Regions from separate parts of the Mus musculus genome. Here region 2 is linked to region 1. The links are chromatin contacts, called in public promoter capture Hi-C maps. All regions are on one chromosome and are shown on one strand. Each heading gives the region's core, a stretch centred on a gene start, on an enhancer-like site or on the middle of the called end of the contact. The rest is flanking DNA. Distances are from core to core; before and after follow the strand shown.

Region 1 (4,657 bases), core at 569-3,068:
AGCTCTTTCACGGATATAGGCCTGACACATTTACGAATGAGTCTGTTAATAGCTGGTTTACTGCAGGATGGGTGGAACCTATTTATGTCAGTCATTCTCTTTCACATAATATTTCTAATGTTTTTTCAGGGTTATTTAGACTTTTTGCTGCAACTAACATGGTTCTTTTTTTTTTAAAGCCTAAGGAATCTAAGAGCACTCCTTTGGCAATTAGGTCTAATTGCCTAAACTATCCTTATGGTATGCTCGCTGGCCAGTCCTCAGATTTAAAAATTATTAAAGTAAAACGATCTCATCAGGTCAGCTGTTCCAAATGTAGTCTAACTAACTGTGTTGATCCCATTTCAATGAAGAATTATTCAGTTATTTTGGTAACCCCACACCCTACTGGGGTGGTCTGTGGCACTTTGTAGCAGAAATAGGTTTGGGGCTCAGTGATCTGGCTCCAGAGCCTAAGGTTTAATCCCCAAATAATTGTTCTGGCTTTGTCAAGGTATAGAATGAACTCTGCCGCTCTTCTTTGGGAGTAGCAGCATGGTAGCTGTGTACAAAAGCCTCTTCAGTGCCAAGGCCGGCGCTTGATCAGTTTTGTATCAATTTGGTACAACCTAGAATCATCTAAGAAGAGGAACCTCAATTGAGAAAATGCCTCCATAAAACTGAGCTATAGGAAGGCCTGTAGGGTATTTTCTCAATTAGTGATTGATGTGGAGGGCCCAGACAATGGTGAATGGTGCCACCCCTGGGCTGGTGGTCCTCAGCAATATAAGAAAGCAGGCTGAGCAAACCGTGAGGAATAAGCTAGCTATCCATGGTCTCTGCATCAGCTCCTGCCTCCAGGCTCCTCTTGTGTTTCAGTTCCTACCGTGGCTTCTCTCAACGGACTGTGACTCAGGATATGTAAGACAAATAAACACAAGTTGCTTTGGTCATGGTGCTTCATCACAGCCATGACAACCCTAAGACACAGACCACCATAGGAAACCACGAAGATTGAGTTCTAATTGGGAACCGGGAATTGAAAATACTTCTGTCTTAATTAGGGTTTTACTGCTGTGAACAGACACCATGACCAAGGCAAGTCTTAGAAGGACAACATTTAATTGGGTCTGACTTACAGGTTCAGAGGCTCAGTTCATTATCATCAAAGCAGGAACACGGCAGCATCCAGGCAGGCACGGTGCCAGAGGAGCTGAGAGTTCCACATCTTCATCTGAAGGCTGCTCGTGGAAGACTGACCTCCAGGCATTGAAGATGAGGGTCTTAAGCCCACACCCACAGTGACAAACCTACTCTAACAAGGTCACACTTCCTAATAGTGGCACTCCCTGGGCCAATCATCTACAAACCATCACAGCTTCCAAACATGAAGTGCAAGAGGAAGACCCACACCATAAAGCTTTGTTTCCTGCACACCTATTTTTAAAGTGTATAACATTATCTCCAGTGCTGCTTGTATAAGGTACACATGAAGCATGTTTGGACATGGGTCCACTCCCCAATATGCTCCATTAAGTGAGTGAGAATATGAAATTTGAACTACTTCTGATCCCAAGCATTTTGGATGAGGGATGCTCAGCCTGTCTTCCTGTTTTATAGAAGGTGCACCCAAAGCCGAATCCACTGTCTTCTTTGTGCTCACTGTGAGCCCTGCCCTGCAATGGACTGTGTATCTCATCTTCTAGTCTCAGGGCTGTTCCCAGATCTTCTCTTGTCCCTAATGCCCAGCAATGGAGATTGTGCCATGGTGGTTGCTGTCTGCCAGTGTCTTTGCCCCTCGCCTAGGCTTGGAGAGATGGTTGCTGCAATATGTGATGAGTCACATCTGTCTACTGATGCCAGCTGACATGTTTCCCAGATCCCATAGCCTGTCAAAGGACCATATCTGAGACACAAGATAAATAAGGGACAGAGAGAAACAGATGTCCTTCCAAATCATTTCATCACTAGAGCTGAGACATTGGGGATCTTGAGTGCTGGGCAGTAGAGGTATGGGGTTGAGAGTCTAGATTTCCAGGGGCCCCTTGGCAGCCAGAGTAACAGTAGTGTTCTAATCAGGCCATGCCCTGGGGATGACCTGACTGGATTCTTGGTCACCAACATCCTCCAGTCTACACTGCAATCAGCCAACCCAGTGCCCTTTTGATACACTATACAGCAGCTATACTTACCCTTACTCTGCAAGAATCAAAGGACCAAACAACGCATCCAAAGCAACTCCGCCCTTGCTGTGGTATGCATGTTAGTAGACAAATGGTCTGAGCTGAGCAGCCAGTACACTGGGAGGGGGTGACAAGCCTGAACCGAAGCCACTGTGGGGAAGCCCTGGTTCTGCTAAACTCCCACACCCAGCTGTCCCAACCACAGACACAGACTAAAGGCCTGTACCTCCAGTTTTCTTGGGGATCCCTTGTCCTAGGCACTTGAGGAAAGCAGCCTTAATGCTGCAACTCCACAACTCCATGCTGGCCATGTGCCAGCCAGCTGGGGTGTGGAGTAATTGTGATGCTACAGGGAATGTGGCCACCACAGCCCAAAGGATGACCCAGAAAAGCCCCCAGGACTGGCATGTTGGGGGCACATTGTAAAGGCCAGAACAGGTAAGGAACCCGTTGTTTGTTCCTTCCTAACCCTGCCTTCATTGCCCTGTCTCATGGGACCTCCTGCCCTTTCAAAGTGTGGTCCATAAAGTCTTGAACTGTGGAGGTTGATCAGGCTTCTTTCCCTTACTCTTTGCAGTTCTTTTCCTTCCTTTCCCTGCCCCACTTATGTGGGCAGACCTGTGACCCATTTAGACATAGAGCCCGCTCAAAGTCATCTGGAGGTTTTGCTTGAAAAACACTGAATAGAGAAGATGAGTGGGTCCTTCTAGGGGGAGAATAATTACAGAGTTGGGGTTTTGGGATCGCTGTTGATGACGTCATGGTATAAAGCCCTCACCGTGCCTAAAGAATGAATTCTGAGGTTTGGGGTTCTTTTGTGAATGGAGTCATACTTTGTATCCTTCTGTGTCTTGTTTCATTGCATTTTCATTCAGCATGTGTGAGGTCATCCAAAGGACTATGAACAGTTACAGTAATTCATCTGCATCCTATGGAGATGCTACAGAGTGTCCACGACATCTTTAAAGCCTGTGTGGGTGGTTTCAGGCTGCTGCACTGCCACAATGAGATCACAGGCTCTTGGGCATCCTTTTCTTCTACCTCCCAGGAAATGAATGGAGCAATAGCAGTTTCCTCTTGGTATCTCTTTCTTTCAATTAAAAAAAAAAATCTCAACCATTCTCTATTCTTGTGTTTTCCAAGTTACCCTCATAAATAGATTATGGTTAGGTTTTGTATTTATTCCCAACTTGACAGTTTTAAAACCTTTAAATAGAATATTTTATCAATTTGCTTTTAGTGTAATTTAATATAATGATTTATAGGGTTTCTTTTCCCTCTAACAAAACTGTTTCTTTTTCTCTAATACCTTGACTTTCTTTGTTCTTACTTCTGTTTTGAGACAGAGTCTTACTATGTATCACTGTCTGGCCTAAAAGTCACTCTCAAGACTAAGCTGGTTTCAAATTTACAGCATTCCTCCTGCCTCTGCCTTCCAAGTACTGCACTACAGGCACATGCCTGGCAACACTGACCTTTTTTAAAGCCCTGCATAAAAAGGAGAAATGGCCTCACAGAATTTTCAAGCTGGCCTAGGTTCGCATCCTCTCCTGCCTTGCCTCCTGGGTGGCTGGAACATAGGTTCACTCCACCATTTCCAGCCGACGGGGACTCAAACAGCCGTCTTACAGGAATGTGCTTGACTCTTCCTTCATTGGCCTCCCAAACAATAGAAAGACTGTAGACAATGTTAACACCAAGTCTCCCTCCCTTGCTTTTGATAATTGCTCTATATTTTAACCACACCCGTGTTCTAAGGTTCTATAATATATTGTTTCTATTGTTGCTTAATATTTACCACCTTCTTAGCTACTCTATCTTTCATTTTGCTAGTACCGATGATGTAGCTCAACCAACTTGCAACTCAAGCATTATGCAGCATGATAGGTTTTAATACACACCTACTTTATGTCATCTTTATGACAGCAAGAAGAAGCTGCATCCAGTAGCTGCTGCCTGCCTGAACCCCACCAGCTCCCATCACAATACTACTGCCACACTCCCTGTTTTCTGTAGCTTTTTGTGTCAACACACACCATTGTGGTTGGCTGTTTTCATGTCACACAATGATCTCGAGATTCAACCATGCTGTAAAATGTGTCCCTACTTTTTCCTTCTTTAAAGAGGGTAAACTCCCCTGATAGAGCAGTGTTGGTTTCACAACAAATAAAGTGGTAAGAACACAGGTGCTCCACTTCCCACTGGTGAGCAGCCCACACCCCTGTGACAAGTACAATGGGCTACATTAACAAAGCATTATCAATTACAGTAGGTGGTTGACACTAAGCTTTATCCTGGGTGAGCACGTCTCTAGGTAGACAGCTGTGCATTGGTGTGCACGCAGTGGTATCAGATGGAACCATTTCAAGCTCTCTCTTACTAACCTCTGCTCTATTTTCCATCCCTATCCCTGCCCCTGGATATCACTCACCTTTTCACTCTGTAGCTTTGAATTTTCCAGAATGTCATACAGTTACAACCACACATTGGGAATC
Region 2 (4,982 bases), core at 2,103-4,602, 280 kb before region 1:
ATCAGGGATGGATGACTGTGGTATTAGATGCCAGGAAACCCATGCTGACTCCTGAACGTGGGCCTGAGAAACGAGAGGGGCTTCCAGGAGGACCACCTTGCCCTCTGTGAGGAAGCTACCTGGGTTGTCTGAGCACCTTCCAGCTACAACATCAAAGGACTCATGGAAACCCACTGGCCAAACTCGGGGCCAGTGGTGATGAGTGGGTGATTCTACTCTGCCTGTGAACCTGGGCATCCCAGGCCCGAAGGAATGTGAATGGTATTCACAGAGTGAGGCTCAGTTTGGCTTTGAGCTCAAAGCCCTTTTATGATGTCACATGCTTGGAAATAGAAGCAAGCCGGTTGCAAGGCTTCCATCCCTTCCCAAATCGCCCCCTCTTCTCATCTGGACCCCAGCAAGACAGCTGCCCCAGAGAAAATAACTTACACTTCTGTTGTGATGAATCCAGTGAGCTCCGACAGGAAGAGGAAGAGGATGAAGAGGCAGCAGCAGATGGAGACTGTGGGAAACACAGACAGTGTTAGGGGTGCAGGATGCTCCACACGGGAGGCCAGTCCCCACTGCCCTCCTGCTACCCTGGAGGAAAGCTGCTTAGAGGCACCAGCATACATACAGGGTGAGGGTGCCTCTGCAGAGATCATCAAGGCGCCCTCTTATTCACTGCCTCACTGGGATCCCTTCTTACTTTATGGCCTCAGTGTGATTTCCCCAGAAAGTGGCCACTGGCCCGGCCCCGTGGTCAGACTGGCCTCCTCACACAGGCAATGGGCCCTGCTCAACTCCTCAAGATCTCTTTGATGCAGAGGTTGCCCTGGAAGAGGACTGCATGCTGGTGGGCAAGGTGCTTTGCCTGCTTGAATGCCGTGCACGCTAGAATCCCAGATCCACACTGAACATCTGGGAGATCCTATGTGACCGCCTGACTTCTCTCACTGAACATCTGGGAGATCCCATGTGACCGCCTGACTTCTCTCACTGAACATCTGGGAGATCCCATGTGACCACCTGACTTCTCTCTCACATTAGTGAACCAAAGACTGAACTTGGCACAGCTTGCCACAGGTCTGGCCCTCTCTGTCTGTAGCCAGCGTCCATCTTGGGAGTTGTCAGCTTTACAACAGGGTGAGAGTGGGCTCCCTCACCAGAAACCATACGGCAGTTTGGCCTCTCTTCCCAGGTTACTGACAGGCACGGTCCTGTCCTGCTGCTGGCCAGTGGCAGAGGGCCATTGCTCCTGGTCAGCATGCGGTCTCCATAGGGACAGCCAGCACAGCACCAGGCCGAGCTGAGGTGTGCCACACACTGGAATGGACTTCCATTTCTATTTCTGCTCTTTTGAACTAACAGCAGCATTGCTGTGACACAGGGCTGTAGATAACAGTGGAAAAGCATCTCCATCCATGTCCATCTGTCTGTCTGCCGCCTGTCTAATTTCCTATCTGTCTTCAGGGAAGGAAGGACAATCATTTTTGAGCACCTACTATTTATATGCCCAGGGTGGTACATTAACAAACTACCCCACCATGACACCATGGTGCCAGCCTGATGGTGGCTCTGGGGTAGAAACGCAGGCTGAGCGACAAGGAACTGGGACCCCCCCTATCCTCTATGGTTAAGCCCCTAGAAAGACTCCTGAGAACCTGGGCTGCAAGGGTAAGATGGGATACCCCCAAACTGCCTGATGAGTCTGTAGCTACAGAGATGGGGACTGGAATACTCATAACCTCTGCCCCACGTTGATGAAGCTGTATAGAGATGGCATTTAGAGGCTTTACTTTGGGGAGAAATAGAGAATGTGTGCATATTATAAACAAGAAAAAGTTTCAGCTGGGCATATAAGCACATGTAACTATTAAACATCATGTATTAATAATTACATAATATAGTATAAGTACTATATTATACACACACACACACACACACACACACACACACACACACACACACACAAGTATTTATTGGCCAGCCTAGTGGCCACATCTATAAGCCTAGAATTCAAGAGCAGAGGTGGGAAGGACTGGCCGAATTTTAAGCCTAGCCTAGACTACACAGCAAGTTCCAGGCTAGCCAAGACTCTCACTCAAAGTCAAAACAGAAGAAAAAGTGTATATACATATACATATATATATATGTATATATATATATATATATATGCAGATATACATACTTTAAGGCCCTTTTTGTTCTAAATTAATAACAGCATGACAGATACCCCCTTTCAGCCATGCTTCAAATACTCAGCAACAGTTAACAGTTTGGTCCCAGACAGTGGCCTTGGTCTGTACTGTCCACGGCATGGAGATTAAGCTCAAATATCCTTTCCAGCTGGGGGATGAAGCTGGGGGAAGCTCAGATACCAAGCCAGCCCCTGGCTCCTGCTCTCCTGCCTACACTGGTAGTTACTGCCTCTTGGGGAAGAACCTGCAGCAGGCGAAGCCTCCTGCAGTCGGACCTTGTGCCTTTCTGTCCAGTGCCACCCAGGACCCACATTTCAGTGCCATTCTGTCCACACCAGCCCCAGCGGACGCGGCAGTGAGTGTACGGCACAGGAGGTTTTCTGAGGCTCATTGCTGCTGACTTTAGAATAAATGACAGTCTTCTGGCTGCTGTTACTGCTTCACACCTGCAGATACACCCCAAAGTCCTAACTACCCACTCTGCAGTAGGGGAATGAGATTGGGGAGGCCTTTCTCTGAGATCTGTGTGCTTCCCTCCGCAAGGCTTGGCACAAAGCCCGGGTAACCCAGCAGGTAAACAGGATAACTCAGTGGGGTCCAATGGCCCTGTCCCCACCCGTACTTATGGTGGGTGCACCTGACTCCTGTCTCAGACAGAGGAACCAGAGGTGAGGTCTTGGTACCACTGTGGCCTCAGGGCCTAACATTGCTGGCTCAGAGAAGGCACAGAAAAAAAATATTTATTGAATAACTGAAAGAGTGAGAAACCATGAAAGCAGGGAGGAAGTATTCCAAGCAAGACCTTCAGCTCTCAAAGGCTGGATGAAGGCTTTCAGTCCATGTTTGGGCAAGGCTTGGAGGCTCTCTGACTCCAGACTCAGGCCCTGGGAAGTTGGAATGTGACCCCAGCAGAGGCTTGCTAGTAGAAGCCAGGTGTTGCCAAGTTGAAGGAGTCAAGCTTGAGACCCTTATATCCCAGGAGAAAGTCAAGGAGTCCCTCTGAGGTCGAAAGAGCCTTGTAGGGCAGGAAACAAAATCCATAGGCTGACGTTCAAGCCCCAGAATTTCGCTGTCTCCTTCAGCTATTAATAGCAACCATCCCACAGCATAATGCAATGGCGCAGGCCTGAATTGGCCTGCCTGGCTTGGCTGCCTGAGCCTCAAGGACAAAGACCGAAGCCCATTCATCAGCACGGTCCCGGCTTGGCACAGGGTCTGGCCCTAGGTCCAGCTTAATAAATATTTGTGTACTAAATGGTAGCTAAGGGCTGGCTTCTCATGCCTCAGATCTTCCCCTCATGTAAGGAAAAGCTCATCAAACCACATTCCTGAGGGCTGCATTCCAGGCAGAATTTTCTAAACAGTGACAAATGCACGTCCCCTTTGACTCAGTGTCCCTAAGCCCTGGAGAGCTACCTCATAGTGACACTACAGAAGATTCAAAAACATGACAAGGACATTTGTGTGACAATAGGCTAGAATCAGGCTGGCCACCCATGATGCCACAGGAGATAGCTGGATAGAAGGCAGAGCTGTTGGTGGAGGTGGGAGAGGTGTGTCCAGCAACAGAGACAAGGGAGCCGGGCATGGCACAGCTGGTCCCTGAGCAGGACAATGTGCAGTACCTCCTGGAATACCTGATTGTTCAACAGGTTAGGTAACGACTGGAGAGAGATCTGCAGGGAGTGGGGACTGCTATGTGGTGGCACGGAGGGGGCCACGTTTCTCATAGACTAAGAAAGTCTTTTTTCCTGGGGCTGGGGGTGGAGGGACTTGCCCCAGGACACATAGGCGCTAACCAAGAGGATGAAGCCATTTCTTCCTCACAGGAAAGCCTGCAAATACCCAGGAAGAGCCATCTTTTCCTCACAACGGGAGAAGGTGCCTGCTGCTTTAAGAAACCCAGCTGGAAAGAGCGTTAGAGACAGCTGGAGTTGCAGGGATCCCCAAAGGTCACCAATCTACCTGAGAATGTAGACTCCAGGCTGACAGCCTGGCCTCCATTCACACAGCAAGGCTGGACCAGTTGTGAGGCTCTCTGCCCCATACCAAGCATGCAGGGGGCATCCAAGACCTAATCCCAACTGCCCCTCCTGTAAGCAGTGACATTTTAGATGAGTCACTTCCCTTCCCCAAGCATCTGAGGTGTGAAGCCAAAGCCTACCCACTTCCTTGCTGGTGACTTTGGTTTGTTCTAAATATTTGGGGAAGGGGTGAGGGGTGTTTTCTGTTGTGGAACAGCAATCAGTGCAAAGCCAGGACAGTGCCTGCACAGCTTCTCCTGGATGCCCTGTTCACATCTGACGTAACCATGGTACTCGGTCACCCTTTGTCAGTGTGGAGGGATCCACACTGTTGCATGCTCCTAACTCGGCCACAGGTTTCACCAGCTTCCAGAAAGGCTGTTTCTAGGCAGGAACAAATTCTGGCTCCTACCCTGAGTTTCCTCCTCCTGAGCCCTTCTGTAATTTACCCTTCCCTCTTCCCTCCGCTCCCCTCAGCTTTGCTCCTCTAGCAGCATACAGGCCAGGTATCTGGCAGAAGACCTCCCAGGCTGGGACCCTGCTGCTCTGTCACATTCGCCAGGGTGGTAACTTAGTGGGAAAGATCCCTCAGTGGCAAGGCACATCTTACATCAGGCGTTCATTCATCCACTCGACCAATCGAGGTGGTGCCAACTTCCCTCCCACAGCCGAGCTGCCATCTGCAGGTTTCCCTACAGGAAAGCTACCATCTTACACTTCTAATCTCTTTTCTGTGGAAGTGAGTTGCTACAGCCGCCTCACACTTGAGGGAGAGGGA

What was found. Capture Hi-C pulls out chosen DNA fragments and counts their contacts.
Region 2: a promoter capture Hi-C map of adipose tissue shows a contact between it and region 1. The contact joins two enhancer-like sites. A contact is called at or near these places in 1 of 484 Hi-C or Micro-C datasets (embryonic retina) and 1 of 9 other capture datasets (adipose tissue).

What each region holds. Positions count from the first base shown.
Region 1 is chr17:26,333,427-26,338,083 of GRCm38.p6, reverse strand. No RefSeq gene overlaps it. Among named protein-coding and RNA genes, the nearest start is that of Neurl1b, 79 kb to the left of the region's middle. Within about 2 kb of position 1,818, at least 8 of the 459 cell types and tissues checked have an H3K27ac peak or open chromatin away from gene starts, as enhancers often do. A contact at or near this core is called in adipose tissue, where this site is marked.
Region 2 is chr17:26,609,876-26,614,857 of GRCm38.p6, reverse strand. It overlaps Ergic1 (endoplasmic reticulum-golgi intermediate compartment (ERGIC) 1), which reads right to left. Exons shown (of 10, transcript NM_026170.3): 3 at 430-502. Among named protein-coding and RNA genes, the nearest start is that of Gm41553, 29 kb to the left of the region's middle. Within about 2 kb of position 3,352, at least 83 of the 459 cell types and tissues checked have an H3K27ac peak or open chromatin away from gene starts, as enhancers often do. A contact at or near this core is called in adipose tissue, where this site is marked.